Linked DNA regions of Mus musculus: all the other regions are linked to region 2. The links are chromatin contacts, called in public HiChIP or PLAC-seq and promoter capture Hi-C maps. All regions are on one chromosome and are shown on one strand. Each heading gives the region's core, a stretch centred on a gene start, on an enhancer-like site or on the middle of the called end of the contact. The rest is flanking DNA. Distances are from core to core; before and after follow the strand shown.

Region 1 (4,471 bases), core at 9-2,508, 170 kb before region 2:
GTCTGCAAAACATCTGTCCTAGTCCTTCTGGCTTTTAGAATTTATGTGCAGAAGTCATGAGTAACTTTAATAGGTCTGCTTTTACATGTTACTTGGCTTTTTCCCCTTGCAGCTTTTAATATTCTTTCTTCTGTATATTTAGTGTTTTGATTATTATGTAGTGGAGGGGGCAAAGGAGACTTCTGTTTTCTGGTCCAACTTATTTGGTGTTCTGTAAGCTTCTTATCTGTTTATGGGCATCTCTTTCTTTAGGGAAATTTTCTTCGATTTTGGTGAGAATATTTTCTGGGCCTTTGAACTGAAAGTCTTTTCCTTCTATTCCGATTATTTTTAGGTTTGGTCTTTTCATGGTGTCCTAGATTTTCTGCATATTTTCTGTCAGGATCTTTTTAGATGACTTATACCGACGAATATCTTCTATTATATCTTCTGTTTTCTATCTCTTATATTCTATTGGTGATCTTTCATTTGTAGTTTCTGTTTGCTTACTTAGATTTTCCATTTCCGGAATTCCCTTAGTTGGTGTTTTCTTTATTGCTTCTAAGTTCAATTTTAAGGTCATGAAGAGTTTCCTTTACCTGTTTGTTTTGTCTCGGCATTCTTTTCTTCGATTTCTTTTCTGTCATCTTCCTAAAGTTGGTTTTGTTTTGTTTTGTTGATTTTTCAAGACAGGGTTTCTCTGTGTAGCCCTTGCTTTCCTGGAACTCACTCTGTAGACCAGGCTGGCCTCGAACTCAGAAATCTGCCTGTCTCTGCCTCCCAAGTGCTGGGATTAAAGGTGTGCGCCACCACTGCCCAGTTTGTTTTGTTTTTTTTTAAATCACCCTGACCAGAAGCAACACAGGGGGAAGAAGGCTTTATTTCAATGTACAGTTCCAGGCGGCAATCCAGTTTTTTAAAAGATTTACTTATGTATGTGAGTACACTGTATCTTCAGACACACCAGAGAAAGGCTTCAGATCTCATTACAGATGGTTGTGAGCCACCATGTTGCTGGAAATTGAACTCAGGACCTCTGGGAGAGCGGTCAGTGCTCTTCTGCTGAGCCATCTCTCCAGCCCCTAAAATTGGTTTTAAGGTCATTTTCTTGGGCTTTAGCTGCATTTGTTGAAGAAGTGTTTTCTTCCTTGGTTTCTGTTTTTTCTTTGGTCCTCTGAGCTTTGTGGTCTCAATTTCTGGTGACCTGCTTGACCTCTGACTCACTAGGAAGTCTCTGGTTGGAGGATTGACTTCTGGCTACTTGCCAGGCCTTTGGTGCAGCAGGGGGTCTCTGTTCATCTGAGTGGTGTGGGCTGCACCTGAGCAGCTGGAGACTGTCAGAATTAGGGGCAGGGGTGTAACTAAGGGGCAGGTGGTTAGTTGAGAGGGAGCTGTGGCAGAACTGGTCTTGGGGAACAAGTCTAGGGAGTTCAGTTAAGCTGGCACAGACCCACTCACCTGAGACTTGCTATCTTCAGAGAGTGTTTTATTTGACTATCATCTGTATATAGTAATATCAAGTGTGTTTTACTTTCAGAAAAGTAATATAGTCTGAAGTATTTGCAGATAGCAAATGTATTAGGACCATTAAAAGATGATTTTTTGACAAAAATAACGGCTGGGATATGTAGCACACATTGGTAAAGTACTTGCCTACAATGCATAACTAGTGTACATAAGACACTGGTTTCACTCCCAGGTTCACAAAGGAGGGAAGGGCAGGAAGATCTTACATAACAAAATGAGAATATTGCTTATAAATATTTCATCTCAAGAGAAAATGTTTATGGTATTTTATAAACACTTGGCTTACCATTATAGGCCATACACATTTATTTCTAAAATCACTAAATTTAATATAGTCAGTTAATAATTTAGAAGAAATAATTTAGAAACATCTGTATGGGAAAGAGGTATATCACATTTTTTATAGGGTTATGTGATTTATGCTGAATTCTTGAAAATTAGTAAGTGTACATTATTAAGGTGGTTAGTTTTGTTCTGTAGAATGGTTGCTTAAATTAATGTCAGTTTGTTTTCATTCAGAAAGGCCATATTGAGGCTAGCTATATTGGTGAACACATATAATCCCAGCTACATGGGAAGCTGAGGCAGGACTAGAACACTTGAGCCTGTGAATTCAAGAACAGGACAGTTTAGTGAGATCCTCCCCCACCTCAAAATTCCAGCTACAGCTTGAGGTACAGACTGTTGAGAATATGCTGATGGTGCTATTTTTCCTGATTCCTCTCTTTGAATGCCACTGTGGTGCTTTATCCCCACAGTCCCAGCAGCTAGTGCAAGAGGACCCCAAATTTGAGGCTAGCTTGGGCTATGTAGAGAGACCCTGTCTCAAAAAGGGGAGAGGGGGAAGGAGGGAAGAGACTGGATTAAATGTATTAATTTGATGTGTTGTTTGAATGTTTTTCTGACAACCACAATCTTTTACTGAGTGTCTTTTATTTACTTATTTTTAACCCAAGAAGCTGAAAAAAGTGAAGATTCCTCAGGTACTACAGGCCTCTCAGGCTTACATCGTACATACAGCCAGGACTGCAGCTTTAAGAACAGCATGTATCATGTCGGAGATTATGTCTATGTTGAACCTGCGGAGGCCAATCTACAACCACATATAGTGTGTATTGAGAGACTGTGGGAGGATTCAGCTGGTAAGTTTGATTTAAATTGAAGGTCAGGTGCTAGAAAGATGGCTCAGTGGCTAAGAGCAGTTGCTGCTCTTGCCAGGGTCCTGGCTTCAGTTCTCAATCCCTACATCATGGCTCACAACCATCCTTAACTCTAGTTCCAGGTGATCTGAAGCCTTCATATGGCACACACATGATACACAGTCATACATGCAGGCAAAACTCTCATACATGCGTGTTGGATTTTTGTTTGTTTTTAAAGAGTTACTTATTTTGTATTAGTACACTGTTGCATAGAATCCCATTTTAAATGGTTGTGAGCCACCATGTGGGTTTTGAGAATTAAACTGAGGACCTCTGAAAGAGCAGCCAGTGCTTTTAACTGTTGAGCCATCTCTCTAGCCCCACATGTACATTTGTTTTTAATCCTAAAAAATGGGGGGTGGGGGGGGGATTTCTTTTTCCATGATCATCAGGAAGAAAAAAATTTTAACTCATATTTAAGCCTTTTAACAATAGCTACATCAATAAATTTACTGTTCAGTGTATCAGTAAATATAATTAACCACCCAGCCATATGCAAACATGGTATGTAGCATTGTTGGGCAATGTCACAATTGAGTCAGAAATGTAACTTCTTAATGGGGAGAAAGAGTCAATTATTCAGTAATACTTAGAGCCAAACTCTGTGTAGGATGGCAAAGATTTAAGAAGAGCAAAAGACTCATTTTTTTAATCTAGCAAATTTTTTCCAATATGTAACTGAGCTTAGAATTTATTGTCAAAAAAGCCTTCCTTTAAAAATGCTTGTAAGCTGGTTTGGTAGCACATACCTGTCCTTCGCAAAACTCAAGACATTGAGGCAGGGGAATAAGCTTGAGGCCAGTCTAGGATACAGTGAAACCTTTCTCAACAGAAAACTAAATAAAATATAAAAAAAAAAAAAAAGTTGCCTCTGAGACAAAGAATAAAGACAAAGGTAAGAATGACGCCAGCATCAGTGTTGTAGGCAGTCTGATTGTTTAAGCTGCCAGTCAGGTGGAATGCTTTTGGATTCTACACCTTCTTGCTACAAATGTCCTTCCCTATCCCTGCATGCTCAGTGAGAGAGTGTGGATTGGGCCAAGCAGCCCTCTAGCCTCCTCTCTGTTGCATGTCACTAAAGGGTGAAAGGACGTTTTCTAGGCCTCTTTGTGCTTTTTTGTTTGAAAATATTATTTCCTCTAAAATAATTCTATTAAGAAATTTTCATCTAAAACCAGTGTGTTTAAGCCTTGGCATAATGGCTTTCTAAAATACTTTCTAGTTTTACAAAGAATATGTGATTTCTGTTAATAATTTTTTTCTTTCTCTGTTTTTGAGGTGAAAAATGGTTGTACGGCTGTTGGTTTTATCGGCCAAATGAAACATTCCATTTGGCTACACGAAAATTTCTAGAAAAAGAAGTTTTTAAGAGTGACTACTACAATAAAGTACCTGTTAGTAAAATTCTAGGCAAATGTGTAGTCATGTTTGTCAAGGTAAGAAACTCATTCATTCCAATGATATCATTCATTAAATGGAGATACCATTTAAGAATATAAAAATCTGTGTTTACAAAATCAGAAAATGTTTCAAACATTTTTATTCTGTGTCTATATATAAGAAATTAACATGAATATACTTACGAGAGACCATTTGCTGTGTGTAGTTTATCTATATACAATTACTAACATTTTTATGGTGCTGGGATAATTTCTAAGGATGATATTTTTTGAAAGTAATCATTATCAAATGCCAGTTTTGCTTTTAGATAATAAAATGTATTATCTGTCATATATGCACTGTACAAAGCATTAAGACATTTT
Region 2 (4,466 bases), core at 27-2,526:
AAATCTCTTTTTTTGTTTTGTTTTTCGATACAGGGTTTCTCTGTGTAGCCCTGACTGTCCTGGAACTCACTATAAGACCAGGCTGGCCTCGAACTCAGAAATCCGCCTGCCTCTGCCTCCCAAGTGCTGGGATTAAAGGCGTGCGCCACCACTGCCGGGTTTGGACAGCATTTCTTAAAAGACCTCAGTCAATTAGGTCCCTCCAGAGATATACTATACTTCAGTATCCAGAGCCTCAAGTCAAGGCTGGCGATTCTGAATCTCTTCATGAATGTCAGACTTTTCTAACTGCTAACTGCTTACAAGCCATCAAAACTTCACGCTAGCTTTTCCCAACACAGGAGATGCAGTTGCAGAGCTAACATCAGTTTGTTTTCTTACTAAACGTGGATGGGCTGAGATGGGTTGGAACCTTTCCGTGTCCCCACGGGGATCTACTTTACTTCCTAGTATGTTGGCGCTAAACCCGACTGTGTTAAAATAGAAATAAACCTTGAGATTTCAGTTCTTTGCATCGCTGGGACACGACGTTACTTGAGTAGTAGTCTGTGCACACTGGTAGTTATAAGATGGAATCTTCAAAACAGTTGAGGACGGTCGTGGCAAATGCAAGCTGCTCAGTCCGCGATTTCCTAACCCGGCGGATGCTCGCTCGAAACGCTTACCAAGTTGTATCACTGGATAAAAGTGTTGGGTAAATTAAAAATATATTAACGTGTTCGGTCCCGCCGCCGCAAGAATAAACGATTTATTTGGAAAATACGTCAGTGTGGCCACAACCGTCCCCCAAAGGTAACAGTCAGAAGAGGGCTCAAGGAGCATTCCGCGCATGCCAGGGCTCCCTTGCCGGGCGGCTGTGGCGAGGCCAGGCTGGAGGCTGCTTCCGCTGCTCGCTCTCACGGAAGCTACGGGCCACCGCTTTCAGCCCAGGCTGCCCACCCAGCTGTCGCCGAGGGCGCCGCTGTCCCGGAGCTTTAGTCGTTGACACAAGACGTGGTAACTACTTCACGGGCGGCCGCCCCGCGCGGTGACTGCGCCGTCGAAGGAGGCGAGCGTGCTGAGGGGGGATGGGGTCACGCGGACTGTGGCCAAAACGAGGACCGCTAACGGCCGCGCGCCCGCCCCGCCCTCCGCACGTGCGCGCCCTCGCCTCGACGCGCGCGCGCGTGCATGCCCGCCTCTGTCTCCGCCTCCGCCCCCGCCGTTCGGCCGGCGGAAGACCAGCCCCCGGGTTAGGCTCGTCGTGTGATGATGACGTTGTACGTCCGGCGCGGGCGAGTGACGCGGCGCGGCCCGTTGTCTGTGCGGGGCTGAGAAGCCCTAAGGGCGGTGGGCGCTCCCGGTTGGGGGCGGCGCGGGTTTAGCAGGGCCTGGACATGGCGCTGAGAGGCCGCTCCGCGGGAAGATGAATAAGGGCTGGCTGGAGCTGGAGAGTGACCCAGGTACGGAGGGGCCTCGGCGGGCCGGGGGCTGGGGAGGCCGGATGGGCCCCGGACGCACCTGCATGACAAATCCCTCTTCTTGTCGTCCCACCCAGGCCTCTTCACCCTCCTGGTGGAAGATTTCGGTAAGAACCCCGTTACCCACGACCTTCGGTCCCTGGCTGGTGTGGATGTGGGGGTTGGTCCTTGAGTTCTCGCAGCAGAGCCTGGGACTGCCCTGCCGACCTCTCCTTTCCTGATCGTAGGTGTCAAAGGGGTGCAAGTGGAGGAGATCTATGACCTTCAGAGTAAATGCCAGGGGTGAGTGGCTGGGACGCCCCCTTACCTCCGGAGGGCCGAGAAAGGGCAGGGGAATAGTACCCCATTCAAGGGAGGCAGTACTAGAAAACCTGAGCTATATAAAATATCACATAAGAAAGTGTCACTCTTTGTGGGTGCCCTCTTGGACTTTTCTTTTCTTCTCAGTCTTTCCTCAGTGTTTCTCCTTAGAAAGCTGTAGCCCTCCTTTTAACCCTAAGCACTCGTGGAGTACAGTTGAGCTGCCTTTCTGGTTTTGCAGCCGGAACCCTCCGTTGCATAGTGTTGCACCTTTTTTGTAAGTGTACAGTCCATTAATTACATCACCACATGTGCTGTGCCTTTAATCACCACACAACATTTGTCCTGACCATTAGTGGCGCTCTCCTCTAGTCCCAATGCTTGGGAGGCAGAGGCAGGCAGATCTCTGAGTTTGAGTCCAACCTACGCTACTTAGTGAGACCATGTGTCAACAAAACTGAACACAGTTGTCCTGTATTGATTGGTTAGTGTGAGAAGGCCTTTTTTAGGTACCTAAACTCAGAGTCTTGTTTTGGAAATCTATAGAATAGAGGCATAGAGAACCTAACTGCTTCCAAGGGAAGGAACTGGTTTGGGAGTTCACGCACTATACTCATTTTACTAGGACTGGAGGCCGAGGTCCACCAGTGAGTTGGTACTTAATTCTTCATCAACGTTTTTGTGCCTTTTATTGTGTCCCTACCTTGCTCCATCCTGGGCCAGCAGTTCCAGATTTCCTTCTTCTCTTGCCTAGACCTCATAGACCGAGTGGGGTTTGAGAGCTTCAGGCTCATACTTGACTGCCTGTGATAGGCTTCTGGGGTTTGAGGTCTCAGAGCCATGTTGGATACAGTTTGGTTAAGAGTGAGGGACTCAGTGCAAGAGCATTTCAGTGCAAAGGATTAGGGAGAGAAAGAAGGGGATGCTGATTGTCATCTGCCTCTTGCTTCTCTAGGCCTGTGTATGGATTTATCTTCCTGTTCAAATGGATCGAAGAGCGCAGGTCCCGCCGCAAGGTTTCTACGTTGGTGGATGACACGTCTGTGATTGATGATGATATTGTGAATAACATGTTCTTTGCTCACCAGGTCTGCTGAGTTCTGCGCTTGTTTCGGGCCAGGATGCTATTTTTGTCTTTGTTTGTTTCTGGTATTGTGTGGAAGGTGGCAGTGGGGGAGCAGGAAGAAGCGCTAGACTGGAACCAAGAGAAACTGTTGCAGAAACCCTGTGGCAGACAGACCTAACTCTTTTTCATTAGAGGGAATACCTCTGTAGTTGGTGGTGTTTTAGTACATTCTCCATGTCCCTAGATAGGAGGTATTTTAGTTGGTTCATGTTAAATGAATAAAGACTGGGTAAGACAAAGGAAACTAAAGGATGTTGACATCTTTCTTTTTAGTCTTCATTCTCAATAAGTGTGGGCATGGGGATGTCTGGGGTAAAGAGTATATGAGGTATATGAGTGATTGTTTTTGATTTATAGCTGATTCCCAACTCTTGTGCCACTCACGCCTTGCTAAGCGTGCTTCTGAACTGCAGCAATGTGGATCTGGGGCCCACGCTGAGCCGAATGAAGGATTTCACCAAAGGCTTCAGTCCTGAGGTACGCTGCAGTACCTTAGATCATGCTTACAGATGGCTGGGCACATCTGATCCTCAGAGCTATTGGTAATGCCACTGCATGGTATCTGGTATTTTTTGGTCATTTCTTTTTCAAATGTTTACTAACATCTATTTGACTCATAAGTAATGTGGAAGGTAGTTGATTTTAGGCTTTGCTGCTAAATGAGATGATAGAAGGAAAAGACTTAAGTGATCTGGGTCAGACCTTTTCTGTTGTGTTGCTCCCCAGTAGTCACTGATGGCTGTGCACGGCCAATATGGCCCATCTCTGTAGGAAATCCTAAGCAAGGTCTCATTTGCCACCACTGCCCTTTCAGAACGGTCATCTGTGCTGCTTGGGATTCCTGGAATGCCTCTAAGCCTGCTTTATGGAACTCTTCCCCTATTCAGAGGCTCAGCTGAGAATCTGTATTTATGTAGTCTTCTTTTATTTTTAGAGCAAAGGATATGCAATTGGCAATGCCCCTGAACTGGCCAAGGCACATAATAGCCATGCCAGGTATGTGAGAGCTATGGTTGCTGATGTGGGGTCGGGGTGGTGGAGGATGTCTCTGATTTTGTCCTTTTCCAGGCCAGAACCACGTCACCTTCCTGAGAAACAGAATGGCCTCAGTGCAGTGCGGACCATGGAGGCGTTTCATTTTGTCAGCTATGTGCCTATCACAGGGAGGCTCTTTGAATTGGATGGATTGAAAGTCTACCCAATTGATCATGGTAGGCCTTCTGAGGAAGGGGCCTGTTGGGTTTTTCATGCTTCCTTCTGATTTTCTGGGTCTCAGGGACTTTAGATCCTTGAGATGTAGGAGCGTGAGTGGATACCAGGGACATCTAACTCTTGCCATGGTTTCATCTTATACTGTTTATGTGTCTAGCTTGTAGCTTCTCAACCACACGAATCTGTTAACCCTGGCCTACCCCATCTCAGGGTTTCCCACCTGCTGATTCCTCATCTTGGTCTTCCCTAGGGCCCTGGGGAGAGGACGAGGAGTGGACAGATAAAGCTCGAAGGGTCATCATGGAGCGAATCGGTCTTGCTACTGCAGGGTAAGAACCCTTGGTTGTGTCCTTCTGGAGCTATGTCCC
Region 3 (4,379 bases), core at 294-2,793, 210 kb after region 2:
CCTATAGCCACAATGGACTAGACCCCGTCAGAGCTGATGGCCCTTCCTGATGACCACTTCCTGTCTGATGACCCTTCCTGCTGACCACTTCCTGTTCACTGTCCATCATAAACATACTAAGTTCTCAGTGCCCACCAGCTCTGTGTGATATTCTGGCCTCCACCTTACTTCCCTGCAGCCACATTGGGCACCTAGTCTCCCGGCCTCGTGCCCATCTCCCCGGGAGATCTCTGTCTCTGCTTTTCCTCTGACTGACAAGTTTGCTCTTCCTCATATGGCTGGCTCTCCCTCGGTCTGGGTTATTTTCCCAGAATGCCCTTCCCTGGCTTCTCCCTTTCTCCAAACCACTCCTCCATTTGTTTAGGACCGTTTTGCTCATTGTCCTTCTCCAGGTAAAAGATGGGGCTACTGGCATCCACGTCTATGCTTCACTGCTCTTGTCCCCAGAAAGATATGGTCCTACTAGGTGCTGAATTATGATACAGGTGAGTACATGGAGGATGGACAAGCTCACACAGTGTGCTACCACCTTCTCACTGTGCTTTTCCCTGTGTGGGGAGACAGTGCTCCTCAAAGGTGGAGAACCATGGGGCAGGGAGGACAGAGCCCACGGGAAGGAAACACTCTTTTCCCGACAGCACGAGGCAACAGGCAGCAGCCTGCACAACAGTTTGTTCCCAGAAATTCTGTGTGTATTTTGAAACCTCCCAAAGAGTTGACAGGCATGGATCTGGGGTGTACCATATTGGTACAAATGCACATGCAAGGCGAACTGGGTTCAATCCCCAGTACCCTAAAAAATAAAGATACTGGGTAAACCTGGAAGGAGCTGCTGAGTCCATGCTCCCAGAATCCCATTCTAAGCCTAGAGAATGAATCTGGTCATCATCTATCGTTGACGTGACTTGTTGGGGTTCCTGTGCCCAGGGGTTACGCTCCCGTGCATAAGGACTGGTGGGATTCATGAGTGGGTAGCTAAAAAAAAAGGAACTTACTGGAAAGATATGGGAGGCTCGAAGGAGGAGGGCCTGGCTCAGAGAAGGGGGAGGGTAAAGAAAGGCTGTGTGTGTGATCCATGGGACACAGGAAGGCAGGCTAAGCATGCCAGCATGCAGGAGACCCACCCTTCGCTGCACACTTTAGGTGGAAGCCTTCCTTGCTCTCCCAGTCCTCTAGGGCAAGCTTGTCTGGAGTCAGTATCTGCCAACTGGGGGGAGCAGTGATTTCCCCTGCCCTCTCCTGCAGAAAAACCAAGAGGTCACACCCCCTGGTTGTCACTTGTCTGCAGCAGGCCTGATCTGAATCTAGTCCTGTCAGGACTGTGAGCAGAAAAGTGGCCCCACCGTGGCTGGCTGGTCCTGACCTGGTCACAAACATAGGGGATTGTTGGTGCAATGATGGTGCAACTGGTGGCCCTGGTTCCCCCACCCCGAGGCAATCAATTTAACATTGTGCATCTTTATGGACAAGCTGGACCAGTGGAATGTCTGCAGCTGGCTCCCACCTGCTTGAGGGACCCTACTGCCAGACCTGTCAAACTGGCTGAGGTCATGCTGAGAGTTTAAAACTGGCCCTGATGGGAGTGTTTACGCCACAGAAGTTGCCCAATGCCATATGTCAAACCTACTTGTTTTTCTTTCTCAGAGAACTAGTTATTAAACCAGTCCCCATGTGCATGAGAGCACGCATGCACATGCACATGTGCGTGCGCGCGCGCGCGCGCACACACACACACACACACACACACAATGTGCATTACCAGGACACACTGTGCTTGGTCTTACTGTATTACTTTTTAATCACTACTAGATTGTATCTTTAACCATGAGATTAATCTGTAGTGTGTTGTTTTAAGGTTCCACACTGGGCTGACAGTCTGTGGATTTTTCTTTTCTTCTCTTTTCTTTTTGATAGGTTTTTCCCTTTATTCATGAGATCGTAAAGAGACCAGGCCATAAACCTCCAGCTCTGTGAGTCCCATGACTTGAACAGGCCCCAAGGGGAGTGAGGGTCAAGTCTGTGACTAGCAGGAAAGTTCCCTTTTCTCTAAGCCACTCTGACTCTATCTTGAAACCAGCAACCAGTAATTGTGTCTATGATGTTATGGCTAAGAAATGAGTCTTGGGAAAGAGTAGACACAGTGGCAGTGTCCTGATTTTCTTTTATTCCACTAAGGGGGAGCCACACTGTTCCTTTAGCAGCATCTCCAATATTCTAATTCCCTTCTGGGCTCCTTGTCTTAAGAACGTTCTAGCAAAAGTCTCCAAAACACAGTTGAGAAATTCAGCCGCTGTGACTGGAATTCTGCCTGTTTGAATGAACTCTGTCCAACCTGGACTTTCTATGCTTTCCCGGAAGACAGACGCTTCCTTCAAGGATGCGTACTGTGTCCACGTGAGGCAGCGACTCCGGATAGCCATGTTCCTTTTCTGAAGGCTCAGCCATGACTCTTCTTCTAGCTGGATTATCAGGTACCTTTAAAATACTCACCTTTCAGAGGAAGCAAGCGACCACCTGCTCAATGGGATCCTGGAACACCTGGTGCATGTCCATGGTGACCCCCATGTCATGCACCCTCTTTCAGGCTCCTTGCCGAGCTCTGGCCACACCCAGGATTTTTCTTTTCTAATTAAGAGTAATACATTCTTTGCATCCACTCCCACTCTTCCCCCCCCCCAAAAAAAAAAACATGTTGATGAGAGTCTTGCTGTGTAGACTAGACTAGCCTCAAAGTGTCTGTGTTGCTGAGGCTGATCTCAAACTCCTGAGCCTTCTGTGCCAGCCTCCCAAGTGCAGACTCAAGGCCTTTGCCACCTTCCCTGGCTACTGTCAGATTTCTCCTCCCCCCTCCCCTGCCCTTCCCCCTCCCCCTCCTCATGTAGCTAGAGATAACCTTTGATTTCTTATCCTCCTGCCTCAGCTTCCCAAGTGTGGGCATTACAGACATGTGCTTTAGTCCTTAAAGCCTTCCTTCCTTGTGTACGGCTTACTTTCCCTCTCTCATTCTCCATCATCTTTGGGACAGCACCATGTCACTGTTTAGCACTGGCTGGACTGCAACTCGCTATGGACTCCAGGCTGGCCTTGAATTTGCAGCTAACCCCCTGTCTGTCTCCTGGGTGCTGAGATTGCGCAGTCTGGCTTATTCAGGAAGTATTTTAAATCACAGATCCTAGGCTACGCACTTAATAAACAATAAGAATCTTTGGAGGTGAAACCCATGTTCTAATTTTTTAAGCTTTGCTTTCATTTTTATGGGTGTTTTGCCTGCCTATATGCTGGTGTGAGAGCATCAGGCTGGAACTGGAGCTGCAGATGGCTATTAGCTGAATGTGAGTGCTGGGATTTGAACCTGAATCCTCTGGATGAGCAGGCAGTATTCTTAACCACTGAGCTCTCTCTCTAGCCACATGTCAGCATACAGCCATGGTTAAGAATCATTGGTGCAGCCCAGAGGGCTTGATAATTCAGAAAGTCTAATGTAGCGAGTCTGGCTGGGCCCTGAGACTGCTTTTCCAACAAGCTCCCAGAGAAGCCAGCACTGCCAGCCATGGCTCACACTTGTGTAGCAGGAATACAAATAATGTCATAATTTTCTGAGTTTTAAAGATTATATGGAATTCAGCCATTTAAAGAGTATGTGGAATCCAGGAAGCCATCTTACCCCGGGGTGTATGTTCTCAATACCAAATCTTACTACTTTTCAATCAGTTGTATTCAATCTGTGGTCTGACTCAGCTTTCAGTGTGAGCTAATCCTGGTGGTGTAGGACTCTGCTGCAGGGAAGAGGAAAGAGGATCATAAGTTCAAAGCTTGCCTAGGCTACAGAGTGAGTTTAAGTTCAGCCTGTATAACTTAGTGAGATACTGTCTCAAAACACCCAGAAAAAATAAGGAAAAAATAAATAAATTGGACTGTGGATGTAGCTCAGGGGTAGACTATTTATATAGCATTCATGAAGCCCTGGCTTTGAATCCCAGGACTAAAAAATAAAAGTTAGCTGGGCAGTGGTGGTGCATGCCTTTAATCCCAGCACTTGAGAGGCAGAGGCAGGCGAATTTCTAAGTTCGAGGCCAGCCTGATCTAAAGAGTAAGTTCCAGGACAGCCAGGGCTACACAGAGAAACCCTGACTCGAAAAACCAAATTAATTAATTAATTAATTAATTAATTAAAAAATAAAGTTGGTGGAAGGTAATCTCACGAGCTGCAGAGAGGGACTGCTTGTGACAACTGCACTGTTGTCCATTTGTTAGGCCTTGGTGGGGGGGTGGGGTTGAGACAAGGCCTCTCTGTGACCCAGGATGGCCTGAACTCGTTATTATCCAGATTGGCCTAGGGTTTGTGGTGATCTTCCCGAATCCTGGTATGACTGGAGTGC

The links. Promoter capture Hi-C pulls out the DNA fragments that hold promoters and counts their contacts. HiChIP or PLAC-seq counts read pairs in DNA pulled down with a chosen protein or histone mark.
Region 1: a promoter capture Hi-C map of embryonic stem cells shows a contact between it and region 2, with 2.3 times the contacts expected there. The contact joins the enhancer-like site here to the promoter of Bap1 in region 2. A contact is called at or near these places in 2 of 39 promoter capture datasets (the C10 cell line and embryonic stem cells), 1 of 484 Hi-C or Micro-C datasets (megakaryocyte-erythroid progenitors), 4 of 115 datasets of contacts at active chromatin or transcription factors (bone marrow-derived macrophages, embryonic forebrain, intestinal villus epithelium and 1 more) and 3 of 9 other capture datasets (adipose tissue, liver and pancreatic islet).
Region 3: an H3K4me3 HiChIP or PLAC-seq map of embryonic limb bud shows a contact between it and region 2, with 3 times the contacts expected there. The contact joins the enhancer-like site here to the promoter of Bap1 in region 2. A contact is called at or near these places in 7 of 39 promoter capture datasets (the C10 cell line, cranial neural crest, embryonic stem cells and 4 more), 1 of 15 datasets of contacts at CTCF or cohesin (large pre-B cells), 18 of 484 Hi-C or Micro-C datasets (the C10 cell line, the CH12 cell line, ECoMG myeloid progenitors and 14 more), 19 of 115 datasets of contacts at active chromatin or transcription factors (the 230-238 cell line, the NIH/3T3 cell line, acute myeloid leukemia and 12 more) and 5 of 9 other capture datasets (adipose tissue, embryonic stem cells, liver and 2 more).

Annotation. Positions count from the first base shown.
Region 1 is chr14:31,080,088-31,084,558 of GRCm38.p6, forward strand. It overlaps Pbrm1 (polybromo 1), which reads left to right. Exons shown (of 33, transcript NM_001081251.1): 21 at 2,463-2,648; 22 at 3,987-4,144. Among named protein-coding and RNA genes, the nearest start is that of Smim4, 47 kb to the right of the region's middle. Within about 2 kb of position 1,259, at least 14 of the 459 cell types and tissues checked have an H3K27ac peak or open chromatin away from gene starts, as enhancers often do. A contact at or near this core is called in embryonic stem cells, where this site is marked.
Region 2 is chr14:31,250,213-31,254,678 of GRCm38.p6, forward strand. It overlaps Bap1 (Brca1 associated protein 1), which reads left to right and starts at 1,277. Exons shown (of 17, transcript NM_027088.2): 1 at 1,277-1,442; 2 at 1,538-1,567; 3 at 1,688-1,742; 4 at 2,716-2,848; 5 at 3,244-3,363; 6 at 3,821-3,882; 7 at 3,955-4,097; 8 at 4,349-4,427. The coding sequence starts at 1,406. Phf7 (PHD finger protein 7) reads right to left here and starts at 1,103. Exons shown (of 11, transcript NM_027949.2): 1 at 493-1,103.
Region 3 is chr14:31,456,663-31,461,041 of GRCm38.p6, forward strand. It overlaps Gm35907 (a long non-coding RNA gene), which reads left to right. Exons shown (of 4, transcript XR_383329.4): 2 at 393-485. It also overlaps the pseudogene Gm49252. Among named protein-coding and RNA genes, the nearest start is that of Sh3bp5, 23 kb to the left of the region's middle. Within about 2 kb of position 1,544, at least 10 of the 459 cell types and tissues checked have an H3K27ac peak or open chromatin away from gene starts, as enhancers often do. A contact at or near this core is called in adipose tissue and embryonic limb bud, where this site is marked.